2 separate regions of the Ovis aries genome follow, and region 2 is linked to region 1. A link is a contact called in public Hi-C data. All regions are on one chromosome and are shown on one strand. The core of a region is the stretch at or near the end of the contact, and the rest is flanking DNA. Distances in the headings are between cores, read along the strand shown. Region 1 overlaps TPD52 (tumor protein D52). Region 2 holds the start of ZBTB10 (zinc finger and BTB domain containing 10).

The links. Hi-C and Micro-C count contacts between places; a contact is called where the count stands out from the background.
Region 2: a Hi-C map of tail adipose tissue shows a contact between it and region 1, with 4 times the contacts expected there. The contact joins the promoter of ZBTB10 here to the enhancer-like site in region 1. A contact is called at or near these places in 4 of 16 Hi-C or Micro-C datasets (muscle, skin fibroblasts and tail adipose tissue).

What each region holds. Positions count from the first base shown.
Region 1 is chr9:56,365,288-56,369,110 of ARS-UI_Ramb_v3.0, reverse strand. All of the region lies in intron 1 of TPD52 (tumor protein D52), which reads left to right. Among named protein-coding and RNA genes, the nearest start is that of MRPS28, 45 kb to the right of the region's middle. Within about 2 kb of position 1,785, at least 10 of the 54 cell types and tissues checked have an H3K27ac peak or open chromatin away from gene starts, as enhancers often do. A contact at or near this core is called in tail adipose tissue, where this site is marked.
Region 2 is chr9:56,748,887-56,752,709 of ARS-UI_Ramb_v3.0, reverse strand. It overlaps ZBTB10 (zinc finger and BTB domain containing 10), which reads right to left and starts at 2,189. Exons shown (of 6, transcript XM_004011759.6): 1 at 1,139-2,189. The coding sequence starts at 2,104.

The DNA of each region.
Region 1 (3,823 bases), core at 536-3,035:
GGGGGAGCGGAAGGGACAGTTAAGGAGTTTGGGAAGGTCATGTACACACTGCTCTATTTAAAATAGATAACCAACAAAAACCTGTTGTATAGCACAGGGAACTCGGCTCAGTGTTATGAGGCAGCCTGGATGGAAGGAGGGTTTGGGGAAGAATGGATCCATATGTATGTATGGCTGAGCCCCTTCACTGTTCACCTGAAACTATCACAGTGTTGTTAAATGGCTGTACCCCAATACACAATGTTTTTGTTGTTTAAAAAATTAAATTATTAACAGATGGTTAAGATGGTAAATGGTATGCTATATATTTTACCATAATAAAAAAATTGGGAAAAATAACGTGGGAAGCCATTTACTTTATCTTACCCTTAGTGTTAATACATTCCTTTAAAAAAAAAAAAAATCAGTAAAACATGATTCCCTAGAGGAACTGCAGTTTGGACGATGCAGTGAGAGCCTCGAGTGGCAATGAGGACAGGAGCAGGAGGTGGAGTCGGTGGGCTCCAGATTGTCAGGAGCAGTGAGCTTTCCTAGAGGGTGGGCAGCCATACAGGAATTGAAGGCATGGAGTGCCCTAGTCTGAGACACGTTTCAGACAGCGCCCTCTGGTGGCAGGATAGTGATTGGAGTGGAAGAGGCAGCAACCAACGCGGAGCTTTGGGGCAAGAATCTATAAGCAAAGCATGGTGACAGCCTGCGTGGGGTGGGATCAGAGGTGGGGCGTGAAGTGGGCTCGCAGAGAGGGAGATGGAGCCACATCTCAGGGAGGTGGGAAGAAAACCTAGGGAGGGCGAGGGGGCGGGGAGGGGTCAGGGGACCAGAGACTTCTGAGTGAGGTTCAGTCTGGGCAGCTTGGAGCTGTCCAATGAGATCCTGATGCAGAACTGTCCTTAGCTGAAGGGGGACGAGGGGCTTGGAGAGTGATGGCAGGTGAGGAAGTGAGCCCTGTGGGTCAAGCTTCGTGGCAGAGAAGAGGAGAGGAAGTAGCCAGGATGACTGGTAGGACCAGGAAAGTGAGTCACAGCAGGTACTCATTGAACATTGAGTATGTGCCCACCTTTTATTTCATGACCCTTTAAAACATTCTTATAAAAACCCAGAGAGCTAGATGGTATTATTTCCTTTTTATTTTTTAAACAGGTAATGGGTTTGGGGTTCAGTTTCCTGGGGCTCAGTTCTTTGGGGCTACCATGACAAAGTGCTCCAGACTGAGGGGCTTAAAACGACAGAAATGTATTACCTCTGTTGGCGGGGCCATGCTCCCTCTGACACCTGCAGGGAAATCTTTCCTTGCCTCTTCCTAGCTTCCTGCTGGTAACGCCTGTCTTTTTTTAATTTTTTACAGTTTATTTATTTTGGCTGTGCTGCGTCTCGCTGTTGCTTGGGCTTTTCCTTAGCAGCAGGGAGTGGGTGGCTACTCTGTCACTGCGGTGTGCGAGCTGCTCATTGCGGTGGCTTCTGTCCTTGTGGAGCACGGGCTCTGGGGCATGCGGGCTTCAGCAGTTGTGGCGGGTGGGCTCCGTAGTTGGGACTCCCAGCCTCTAGAGCACAGGCTCCATAGCTGTGGTGCGAGGGCTTAGTTGCTCGGCGGCATGTGGGATCTTCCTGGACCAGAGATCTGTGTAGATCCTGGACTTACGCCTCCTGCATTGGCAGATAGATTCTTTATCACTGAGTCACCAGGGAAGCCCCCTGGCTTGCTTTGGCTGGCGCTACATCCCTCCAGTCTCTGCCCGGCCGCATCACACCGTGTGCTCCCTCTGTCTCTGTGTGCTCTGGATCTTTACACAGTGTTCTCTCCGGGTCACTGATCCAAACTTCCTTTTACTTGTAGGGACACCAGCCATTGGGTTAGAGCCCACTCCACCCTCCAGTCCAGTATGATGTCATCTTGATTACATCTGCAAAGACCCTGTTGCCAAATAAAAACACGTCGTTTATGGGTCCTGGGAGTTGGAAGCAGAATATATCTTTTTTTGGGGCAGATGCAAGTCAACCCACAACGTCATCTGATTTTAAAAATCTCTGCCCTGGGTTTCCTATGTTTACACAATGAAGTGTTTGAATTTACATGATCCAAAATTATTTTCAGATTTAAAATCGTGTGAAGATGGTTGTAAAAGTTTTAAGTAACAATCATAGAAAGGCTTGAAGGGGAACAGTTGACTTTAACTGGAAAAAAATCAAAGATGAAGAACTGGATGGAAGAGAGAACTGCTTAGGTGAGGGGTTCCATTCTGGGGTGGCCTGGGCTGCACCCACTACACTGAGCAGAGAGGTACCCACCAAGCTCTCAGTTCTGGCTTAGCTTTAATGGTAGGTTCTAAATTTCTATTTAAAAAACTAGTTTCTTCCCTGGTTGAAATTTTAGGAAATAAGTGGCAAATGGATGGCTATGCATGGGGCATAGGGAGGGGAGGAGAGAAAAGAGAAACTTACTTTGAACAAATCTTTAACGAATAAGCCAGTTCAAATGAACTATTTACAAACATTTGCTTTATTCTGGGTGCTGTGAGTCCTGAGGTGTAAAGATAAGGGTGTGACATTAGGACCTTGTTTTCTAGGTTTGCACATTTAGAGGCAGGTGATAAACAATGATACCACAAGGACCACTTAGCCAGTTGGTTGTACAATGATCTCCAGTAAGAAGACATAAAATGTAGAAGAAAACATCGTGTCTTGGGACTTAAAGGAGCGCTCTCCTGGTTCGTCTCCATTGCTCTCTTGGGCGTGGATCTCCCAACAGTTTGCCTTTGCGTGGAGTCCAGGCTCTTCTCCCCAGATGAAATTCTTTAGGGTGATCCCATGTGTGCAGTTGAAGACAGGTTGTCAATCTGTTTGCACAACTAGAAGAACTATTAAGCAGGTGGCTGAAATGGTAATAACCTGACAGAACAAATTATCACCAATTTGCAGTCACTTGGGCTCAATGTTGGCCTCTGTGACTTTCAAGCCAGGCATCCCCTTGTGTTCTCACAGCCTCAATGAAGTGAAAAGCCCTCTGCTTCCAGTTCTCCTCTGACCTGCTCTTTGTCTTCCCAGCTCTTCGGAATTTCTCTAAGAAAAATATACACGAAGGAGCAAGAATTTAGAGTCAGAAAGACCCATGTTTGAATTTCTGCAACTCTGGGCACATTACTGAACCTCAGAGGGGCTCAGTTTCCTAATGGGAATAAATACTACAAATACTACTTGTCTCATTGGGTGATGGTTTTAAGAGTTTGTGTGTGTTTTAGATAACGTGTAAATGTTTAAATCTTGTCACAGTGGCTAGTGTATTAGACCTCAATAAATATGTCATATTTTCTCCTGCTTATTCTGTGTTTTAAAAATAGATCTCTGTCAGACTCTGAGGAGAAGCATTAAAATTAATGATCGAATACAAATTTTTTGAATTATTCAGTTTTCAGTAATCTTTAGAGAGTTTCCATTTCCCAACTTCTATGTTATGAATGAGAATTTTCCAAATGCCGGATTCTACCTCTGCAATATATACTCTCAACCCTCCCCCCTTTTCTAAACTTTTTATTTTATGCTGGAGTACAGTTAACAGTGTTGTGTTAGTTTCAGAAATACAGCAAACTGATTTAGTTACATATATTCTTTTATAAATTCTTTTCCCATTTACGTTGTTACATAATACCGAGCAGAGTTCCCTCTTCTATATAGTATGTCCTGATTGGTTATCCAGTTATATACTCTTACTGAACATGTACAAAATAGGATAGATAATACCTAGAAATTCATTTAAGGCAAAATTTGGATTCCCAGGCTTGGTGAAAATATGGTCAGAAATGATGAAAAGACGGCTTTTGATCTGTTC
Region 2 (3,823 bases), core at 940-3,439, 380 kb before region 1:
GAAATTTCTGGGCTACAGGGTTATTAGACAGTGCCTAATTAACTCCACTAAAAGTGTTCTAAACAGCAAGATCACTCCAACACACAAAGGGACTAGTATCTGAAAGGTGACTTTCTGAAATCAATGCCTGGCTACCGATACAAAAGAATGAATTCCATCTACAACCACAGGTTGTCTTAGGAGGACTGATTAACATCTGCTTGGCTTGGAAAGAGATTATCAAAATGATAAGACTATTATCTTTAATCCAGAAATACTAAGACAAGATTTAAGAAGTACCGTTTACCTGTTTAATAACTAAGAACTTATGATTTTGGTAAATACATTCTCTACCAGTTCGAACCAACTAGTTGGTAGAAGTAACTTTACAGTCAACATTTCAAATATCCTAAGTTTAAAGTAAACTACATTTAAATGAAAACTTTTTGAAAAAGGGGATTACAGAAAATCTCAGCATAGAAATCTGGAGAAGGAAGCAAGTAAAAACTACCACAATTTACCGAAAGCATACCTTTGGAAAGAGAAGTTCAACAAAAAGTTTAAGGAGATGAATTTAGTATAATCATTCACTAAGTCTTATACAAATAGCTTCCTCTACATTTACATACTACTCTCTCATATTTCACATTATCCTGACATGATAAAAAGAATTTTCTCGGTTGCATGTTCTCCTAAAAGGGGTAGCGTCAAAGGTTAAGGAAAGAGTTTAATTCATTCTTCAAAGAGTTACCAGATTTGACTTCCAACAGCACGCTAAAAGACTACCAACATTAAAGCAGCTTTTCTAAAATCACAGCTAATAACATTCTAACCACAAAGCCAACCTTACAGGGTTAAAACCTTCAACCTCGCTTATTAAACTTTCCTTCTGATTCAATCTGACGGGCAAAGAAATCTGAGTCATGAAAAAAATTAAATCAAATTCAGTGCTATGATTAGAAAATTGTCATTCCTCCCCCTCCCCCCAACTCCCCCGGTTAACTTTTGAAAACTTATTCCCAGGCTTTCGAACCCCCCACGCCTAAATTCCCTACACCTCTCTCCTAACAGGAAAGATGTCTTCACCCAGTAGAGTGAGTTTTAGCTGATAAACCTTTCCCCCAAAGATCTGAAAAAGCAGGAGCAACATATATCGTACCTGGGCGTTGGCTTCGTGGAGTTTGTGCTCGGTAGAGACGTGGTGCCTCAGAAGGAGGGTTTTCTTGTAGTTGCGGGTCCCTCGCGAAAGCTCGTCGTGCCCCACTGGGGGCAGATCCCCGCTTCCTCCGTCCTCGGGGGGCTTTTGGCACCAGCCGCAAGACATAAGGCCAGTATCCTTGGAATAGCGCAGCCAGGGAAAATCTTTGAGCCAGGAGGTCTGGAAAGAGCAGTGGAGCTTCTGCATTAGGGACTTGGGCCGCGCGAGCGGGAAGTGCTGGACAGTCTCTCCTTCTCCAGCTCCCACACCGCTGCCCTCCGCTTCGTCCCCGCCATCGCCGCCCGACCGCCTGCTGCTGCTGCAGCTGCCTCCTTCCGCCCCGCTGCCGTCGCCCAGGCTCGCCCCCTCCTCTTCGTCCTCGGTGCTGTCGCTCAGGGACGCGCCGTCCGGCATCAACTCCTTCCCCTCCAGCGCGTCCAGCTCCAGCTCCACGGCCGCCGGCCCTCGCCCATTGAAATGCCTCAGGGGCCATGCCGAGGTCTCGGGGCGGCCGCGGCTACTGCCATTGTTGCCGAGCCCCCCGCCGCCGCCGCCTCGAAAGGCCAGAGTCCGACGGTTCCTTTCCGCTAGCAGGGGGCCCCCGGCGCCACCGCCGCCCAGCGAGGTGGGGCCGCCCGCGTCTTGGGGGAGCAGCAACTCCTTGGTTTCCTCGGCGGCGGCGGCAGCCCCGGCGGAGGCCTCCAGGTCTTGGGGCTCCAGGCCCTCCAATTCCACTTCCTCGTCGGCCCCCCGCCCATTGAGCGGCTGCGGCGCTGGCGGCGGGGGCTGTCTTGGCTGGGGCTGCTGGGGCCAAGCCGAGGCCTCCCCGCCAACGTTATTGTTCGCGGAGCCGCCGCCGCCGCTGGCGGTGACCAACCCGCCTCCTCGGAACGCCAGCGTCCTGCGGTTCATTTCACTGAACGACATGGCGCGCGCCGCCGCCGCCGCCCGGTGCCCCGGCTCGCGCCCGGCCTCGGGCCGCGTCCCGCGCGCTCCCCGCCGCTCCCCCTCCGCTTCGCTCCCGCCCCCACCGCGGGCGTTCCGGTCTCGCGGGGCTCGGCCTCGCCCTCCCGCCCGGCTCGCGCTCGCTCCCCGGGGCTGCCTCACGCGTCCGCCGCCGCCGCCGCCGCCGCCCGCCGGGCCGCCGCCTCCTCGTCCTCCACCCCCGCCCCGCGGCGCTCCGGGCAGCGTCCCGCGCGGAGAAGGGGGGGGCGGGCGGCGGAGAGGTGAGCAGCGAGCCGGCGCGCGTGGGGCCTTCGAAGTTGAGAGGCGGAGTGCGGGGAGACCCTCCGCTGCCCCCTCTTTAAAGCCGCGCGCACACACCGACCCTCCAAACAAGATATCCTTCCTCCGGCGCGCCGAGGAGTCCCGACGCGGCTGCCGGCTTCCGAAGCGCTGAGGGCGAGAGGCACGTTAAACTGCCGGGCTCCGCCACATAACGAACCGACAATAAAGCCGGCGGAGCGTTTCCGTCCGACCAGGCCCTGGCGGAGGTCGAATGGCAAATGAACAACGGACCGTGCGCCCACAATGCACCGGGGTAGCAGTAACCGCTGGAGGGGGAAAGGGTGGGGGCCGGGCGGGGGGAGGGGGCTGGGCTTGGGGCTGGGCTGGGGTGGGGTGGGGGCGCCTGGGGACCGGGAAAGGGGCCGGGCCGCGCCTCCGGCCTGGGGGCGGGGGTGCGGCCGCGGGGGAAGGAAGTCGGCCGAGGGGCGGGGGACAAAAGGCCGGGCGGCGGGCTGGGGGGTCTCGGGGAGGGGGCGGGCGTGTGCAGCCGGGGCCGGGCTCCGCGGAGGACAAACAGCTGGCGAGTGTCAGGTCTGGCCGCCTCCCCGCTGCCCGCACGCACCTACCCGCGCCCGGGACGCACATTTTCCTTCCTTCGCCACGAGTTCACCTGGGACTTTGAGAAATAACTGTACGGTGGGAGCTGCTCTCCAGCCTTGTCATTTGCTGAGGTGGGGTGGGTGGGGGCGGGGGGTAACGGTGCCCGAGGAAGTGAACTTATTTTTGTTCCTTCACAAAGACTGGACCAGGCTGTACCTTTCGGGCGAGGAGGTTACAACCGGGGGCACCTCCTCGTCTGCTGCATTGTGTATTCGATGCAGCAGCTCTGGGCGATAATCATTTCACAGAAAATGCACCGCCCCGAGTGTCTTATTGCTGTGATGAAATGGAAATTTAAATAAAAGGTCGAACACGTGCGTTCAGTGGGAAGTATTGACATGGGTGTTACATCACCAGCAGCCAATCAGATAGCTCCAGTCGTGTTTATACTTCTACAACCACCTTGTGAGTATTACAGTATGTCATAACGTTATAAATATTAGGCAGGGTTTTCCCCAAGAGTGGGGAGGAGTCGGCTCACACAGACGCTGCGTGCGACTCCGAAGAGCGTGTGTGTTAAGACAAGGATTGATTTTTAAGACTTTGGGTTGTTCTTTTTTTTTTTTTAACTGTTGACACTGCACATGGAATTTAGAGTGATTAGAAAAACAGATGGAGCTGGAAATGAAACTCTTACAATAATAATCGTAGTCAACTTGTTCAGAAAAAGATTTTCCAATTTGGAGCCCTTATACTCGTATTTTAAAGTATTTTTTAATGTGCTAAATTTAGCAAATTCTAAAGTGTTGAGATTCATTT